Regions from separate parts of the Macaca mulatta genome. Here region 1 is linked to region 2. The links are chromatin contacts, called in public Hi-C maps. All regions are on one chromosome and are shown on one strand. Each heading gives the region's core, a stretch centred on a gene start, on an enhancer-like site or on the middle of the called end of the contact. The rest is flanking DNA. Distances are from core to core; before and after follow the strand shown. Region 1 holds the start of VEGFA (vascular endothelial growth factor A). Region 2 overlaps LOC144340350 (a long non-coding RNA gene).

Region 1 (2,700 bases), core at 184-2,683, 160 kb after region 2:
GGCGAGGGCCGAAGAGACCGAGGGGCAGTGACAGCAAGCCCCCTCTCCCTCCTGCGCCCTGCCCCCTCCACGCTCTCTGCCCTCCGGCGGTCCAAGGTCCGAGCACCCCCCTGCCGGCTGGTCTCTGGCTCCCGCCCCCGCTGCCCGGACTTCCAGTTCGTCTGGGACCAGCGGCCGGGAGCAAACTTCAGCCGGCAGCGGCAACGCAAGCCCAGCCCCCTCGGCCTCCTCCTCCGGCTCCCGCCCTCGGCTGGTCGGCCCAGATCGTACGTGCGGTGACTCCGGTGGGTGGGCAGGGCCCGCGTGGGCGGTGAGCCTCTCTCCGGGTGCCCTCCCACCTAGCGCGCGCCCCCTCCCCCTGCACCTAAGACGACAGAGGGGGACGCCGCGCGCCTGGTGCCCATGGACCCGCGTGGGGCACGGAGCCCCCACGCGCGCGCTCGCACGCACGTCCCCAGCCGGGAGAGGCGCTCGCAGCTGCCCGCGGCGCCAGCCGGGCACGACCACTTACCTTGGCATGGTGGAGGTACAGCAGCAAGGCAAGGCTCCAATGCACCCAAGAGAGCAGAAAGTTCATGGTTTCGGAGGCCCGACCGGGGCCGGCACGGCTCGCGCTCCCTCTCCGGCTCGGGCTGTGGGGCGGCCCGCTCTCTTCGGCGCCTCGGCGAGCTCCTCTTCCTCCCCGGGCCGAGGCCCGGGCCAGGGCCTGGGGCGCGCGCGCGGCTGGAGCACTGTCTGCGCACACCGCCGCCTCACCCGTCCATGAGCCCGGCTTCCAAGCGCCGAGTCGCCACCGCGGCCCCCTCTCTTCTTCCTTCTCTTCTTCCTCCTCCCCCTCCTCCGGCTGCGGCTCCTCCCGGCCCGAGCTAGCACTTCTCGCGGCTCCGCTCGGCTCGGCTTCCCCGGCGCGGACCACGGCTCCTCCGAAGCGAGAACAGCCCAGAAGTTGGACGAAAAGTTTCAGTGCGACGCCGCGAGCCCCGACCCCCTCCACCCCGCCTCCGGGCGCGGGCTCCGGCCCCTGCCCGCGGCTCGCCGCCGCGTCCACTGTCGGCCGCCGGCCGGGGAGGAGGTGGGCGCTGGGGCTGGGGGCGGTGTCTGTCTGTCTGTCCGTCAGCGCTACTGGTCCGCTGCGGGATCCCAAGGGGGAGGGCTCACGCCGCGCTCCGGCGGTCACCCCCAAAAGCAGGTCACTCACTTTGCCCCTGTCCCTCTCGCTGCTCGCACGCCCGCGCGCTCTCTCTGACCCCGTCTCTCTCTTCCTCGACTTCTCTCTGGAGCTCTTGCTACCTCTTTCCTCTTTCTGCTGGTTTCCAAAATCCACAGTGATTTGGGGAAGTAAAGCAATCTCCCCAAGCCGTCGGCCCGATTCAAGTGGGGAATGGCAAGCAAAAATAAATTAAAACGGGAAACAATACAGTTTAAAAAAAAAAATGTTTAAGAAAAAAGAAGAGGGATAAACCCCGGATCAATGAATATCAAATTCCAGCACGGAGCGCCCTGGCGGGTGAGTCCGCTGACCGGTCCACCTAGCCGCTGCGCCTCCCGACAGAGCGCTGGTGCTAGCCCCCAGCGCCACGACCTCCGAGCTACCCGGCTGCCCCAAACCTCCGCGATCCTCCCCGCTACCAGCCGACTTTAAAAAAAGAGGGTGCCTGGCTCCGCCCCGCCTGGACCCCGCCCCCGGCCCGCCCCGGGGGGCGGGGACAGGCGAGCCTCAGCCCCTCCACACGCGGCTCGGGCCCGGGCTCTGCGGACGCCCAGCGAAGCCTGGCCCGCAGCCCGCCGCAATGAAGGGGAAGCTCGACCCCCACCAGGGTTCACAGCCTGAAAATTACCCATCCGCCCCCGGAAACTCTGTCCAGAGACACGCGCCCGCGGGGCATTGGCGAGGAGGGAGCAGGAAAGTGAGGTTACGTGCGGACAGGGCCTGAGAGCCATTCCCTCTCTGCTAGGAATATTGAAGGGGGCAGGGGAAGGCGGACAGCCCGACAGGGACGGGTGGGGAGAGGGACACACAGATCTATTGGAATCCTGGAGTGACCCCTGGCCTTCTCCCTGCTCCAACGCCCTCAACCCCTACACGCACACGCACACGCACACACTCACCCACACAGACACACGTCCTCACTCTCGAAGACGCTGCTCGCTCCATTCACCCAGCTTCCCTGTGGTGGCCGAGCGCCCCCTAGTGACTGCCGTCTGCACACCCCGGCTCTGGCTAAAGAGGGAATGGGCTCTGGAGAGGGGTGTGCAGAGGGGTGGGGGGAGTTTGCTCCTGAACCCCCTATTTCTGACCTCCCAAACAGCTACATATTTGGGACTGGAGTTGCTTCATGTACAGAGAGCCCAGGGCTAGGCACAGGGGGCACAGTGTGTCCCTCTGACAATGTGCCATCTGGAGCCCTCATCTGGCCCGCAGACATCAAAGTGAGCGGCAGCCAACAGGCTGGAGTGACTGGGGTCCTTTGGGAAGTGTCCAGGGATGCTTCCCGGGGGGGAAGAATTTGGCACCAAGTTTGTGGAGCTGAGAACGGGAAGCTGTGTGGTTCCGGGGTTAGTCAGTGACTGGGAGGGAAGAGGACCTGTTGGAGCCCACGTATGCACTGTGGAGTCTGGCAAAACCCAAAGGGGGAGGCAACTGGGCAGACAGAGGCCCTTGTTCCTGCTGCCCCCCCAACCCCAGATGTTGCCAGGGAA
Region 2 (2,776 bases), core at 154-2,653:
TGGAGCCAGGTCTTATCCAAAGAAACTTTCCTACAAGGCAATGGCCTCAATTCTGTGCTTTTCCTTTCAAGAGAGAACTGAGTTCATTGAACTTACGGGCAAATCTATATCCTTGTCCTTCCTTTGCGGAGATAATAAAGTTAATGGGATTATTTCCTGTGTACAAGAATAGGGCTGCTAAGGAAACATTGTCGAGTAAATGCTGTTTGCAAAGGCTAAACTGAAAGGCCAAATCTTCCACGGGGAGGAAGTAAAGGGTGTGCCTGCACAGGCTCACGGGGAGCAGTGCCACCGGCGACTTGATTTGCCTGAGCCTGACTTCCCCTCTGCCTCACTGGGCTCTGATTCATGCAGACGGCCAGATGGCAGGGTTGCCAGGCCCATTTCCCTGGTCTCCAAGGTAGCAGGTGAGTTGGCTAGTTGGTTAGTTTTTGGAAAAACAGAGTTTACCTTAGACTGAGAGAAGGCCCCAGCTGAACTTTAAAGATTGGATAACTTTTCTCCTTGAATATGGAGAAACTGAGGATGCAGAGGGGGAGCTGGTCTCAGGTCACGTGGCCAGTTGTGGCAAGGCCTGGTGGGGAAGTAGAGACACAGAGATGGAAAATAACTTGCCTGGGTCATAGAGCCAGCAGCTGGGTTGTAGTGGGGAAGCTGAGGCCCAGAGAGGAGGAATGGCTTGCCAGGCTCCTACAGCCTCCCAGTGTCAAAGTTTGGGATGGAACCAGGTCTTCAACTCCCAGGAGAGAGCGTGCTCTGTCATCAGCCTGAGCTGCCATCCTCCCCTACCACAGAGACAGCTAAGGGAATCACTCAGGTGCATTCCTGTTTGCGGAGTCTCAGTCATCCCTGACTGGCTCGCCACACCTCAAGCCCAGCAGCCCCTTTAGATCTTATCAGCACAGCCCCCACGATGGCTCCTCACGTAGACCATCCTCAAACAGCATCCGTGTGCACAGGTGCACCAGGTGGGTGGAGCTGAGGGACATTCCAGCAGAGGGTAGACAATGGCTGGGTTAAGAGGGCTATCTTCTTTTCACACCTCCTGATTTCCTTGAGTTTGTAAATCATTATCCCAGGCTACACAAAGCAGGTATTGAGTAGGCCTTGTTGCTGTCCCTAGACACAGTAGACAGAGGCTACTCGGCTCCGAGTGGCGGGTGGCAGCTCCCAGGCCCTCTGTCCCCCTTCCCGGCACTGGGATTGGGTTACCCCATCTAATCCCTGCTCCTCCATCCACTCTCTTTGTGGCCATTGTAATTTATAATCGAGGGGCATGATGCAACCTGCTAATTACATTGCTTGATTTTGAACACATCCCGGCTTCTCTGACTCAGGCGGCAGAGGGAGGAGGGAGCAGCAGGCACTGCTTTGTGGCTTATCAGGCTTGGGTTATTCCGCTCACACCCGCTCACGCCTCCCCCCATCCCTCAGCCTTTGTTAACCAGGGCTTGCATCACCTCCTGCTTTCCATTTCCCCAGAATTTTTTTAACGGCTTTTTTTTTTTTTTATGAGCCGCTCTGTCTTGTTAGCTAATGAATGATTGTGGAGCAGTGATGGGGATCGCTTTGTGCCTCTATTAAATGTTACATGATTGCAATTATGAGTTAACAAGGGACAGCTAATAAAAAAAAAATAATCTATTTTGAGGCCTGAGGCAGACATGAGACTCGTTGCCTGGTTCCCAGGCTGAATAAATCAGAGCCCCAAGGACCACAGGCTGGACAAGGAATCGAACAAGGAAAGGATAGATGTTTGCAGGCCCCCGGGAAGTACGAGAGGCTGGAGGGCAACAGGTCCATCCCCAGGCCTCTTTTGAAGCCTTCCCACCTACGTGGAGTGTTTTAGGCTCCCAGAGGCAGGTGTCTGGACTATTGCAGTTGCTTCTTATCAGCCCTTCCTGTGTCCACCATTGTCCTGCAACCCCTTCTCCACATCACAGCTGAGTGATCTTTCAAAGATAGAGCTGGTCAGCCCGGGCGCGGTGGCTCGTGCCTGTAACCCCAGCACTTTGGGAGGCCAAGGAGGGAGATCACCTGAGGTCGGGAGTTGGAGACCGGCCTTACCAACATGGAGAAACCCTATCTCTACTAAAATTACAAAATGAGCCGGGCGTGGTGGCGCATGCCTGTAGTCCCAGCTACTCGGGAAGCTGAGGCAGGAGAATCACTTGAACCCGGGAGGTGGAGGTTGTGGTGAGCCGAGATTGCGCCACTGCACTCCGGCCTGGGCAACAGAGTGAGACTTCATCTCAAAAAAAAAAAAAGATAGAGCTGGTCATGCTGCTACCCTGCTCAAACTCCCTCAGTGGCAGCCCAAGACCTCCCTTCAGCACTGGCTCCTCATTTCAACTTTCTGCTTTCAATTAGCCTATTCCCACATCCTGACTGTCCTCACCAAAACTTGTTCAGAATAGGGTGAGGCCCTGGAAAACAAGTGACACCAAGAATAGGCAGATGAGGGCCTGAGCAGTGGGATGGGTGATGAACTGAGCACGGAGGGCCTGCAGCTGCTGTCCCTTTCCTCGGACTTACTCAGCAATGCCCAGGACCATCACACACAGACATGGAGTGGCGCGGGCCTCTTCGTCACTGATCCAAGGAGGCAGACAGGCACCTGGCCTGGGATCTTCCCTTGAGGGTTGCTGTCATGTGTCCCAAGGCTTTGCAGATGCTGGGTATATAGGCCAGGCGCAGTGGCCCACGTCTGTAATCCCAGCACTTTGGGAGGCTGAAGCAGGCAGATCTCTTGAGCCCAGTTCAAGACCAGCCTGGG

The links. A called contact is a pair of places that touch in the nucleus more often than the background predicts.
Region 1: a contact with region 2 is called in a Hi-C map of fetal cortex germinal zone, with 4 times the contacts expected there. The contact joins the promoter of VEGFA here to the enhancer-like site in region 2. A contact is called at or near these places in 2 of 14 Hi-C or Micro-C datasets (fetal cortex germinal zone and liver).

Annotation. Positions count from the first base shown.
Region 1 is chr4:138,345,886-138,348,585 of T2T-MMU8v2.0, forward strand. VEGFA (vascular endothelial growth factor A) reads right to left here and starts at 1,434. Exons shown (of 7, transcript NM_001278437.1): 1 at 512-1,434. The coding sequence starts at 1,117.
Region 2 is chr4:138,188,793-138,191,568 of T2T-MMU8v2.0, forward strand. The region is part of intron 1 of LOC144340350 (a long non-coding RNA gene); the gene reads right to left. Among named protein-coding and RNA genes, the nearest start is that of LINC03040, 73 kb to the left of the region's middle. Within about 2 kb of position 1,404, at least 8 of the 40 cell types and tissues checked have an H3K27ac peak or open chromatin away from gene starts, as enhancers often do. A contact at or near this core is called in fetal cortex germinal zone, where this site is marked.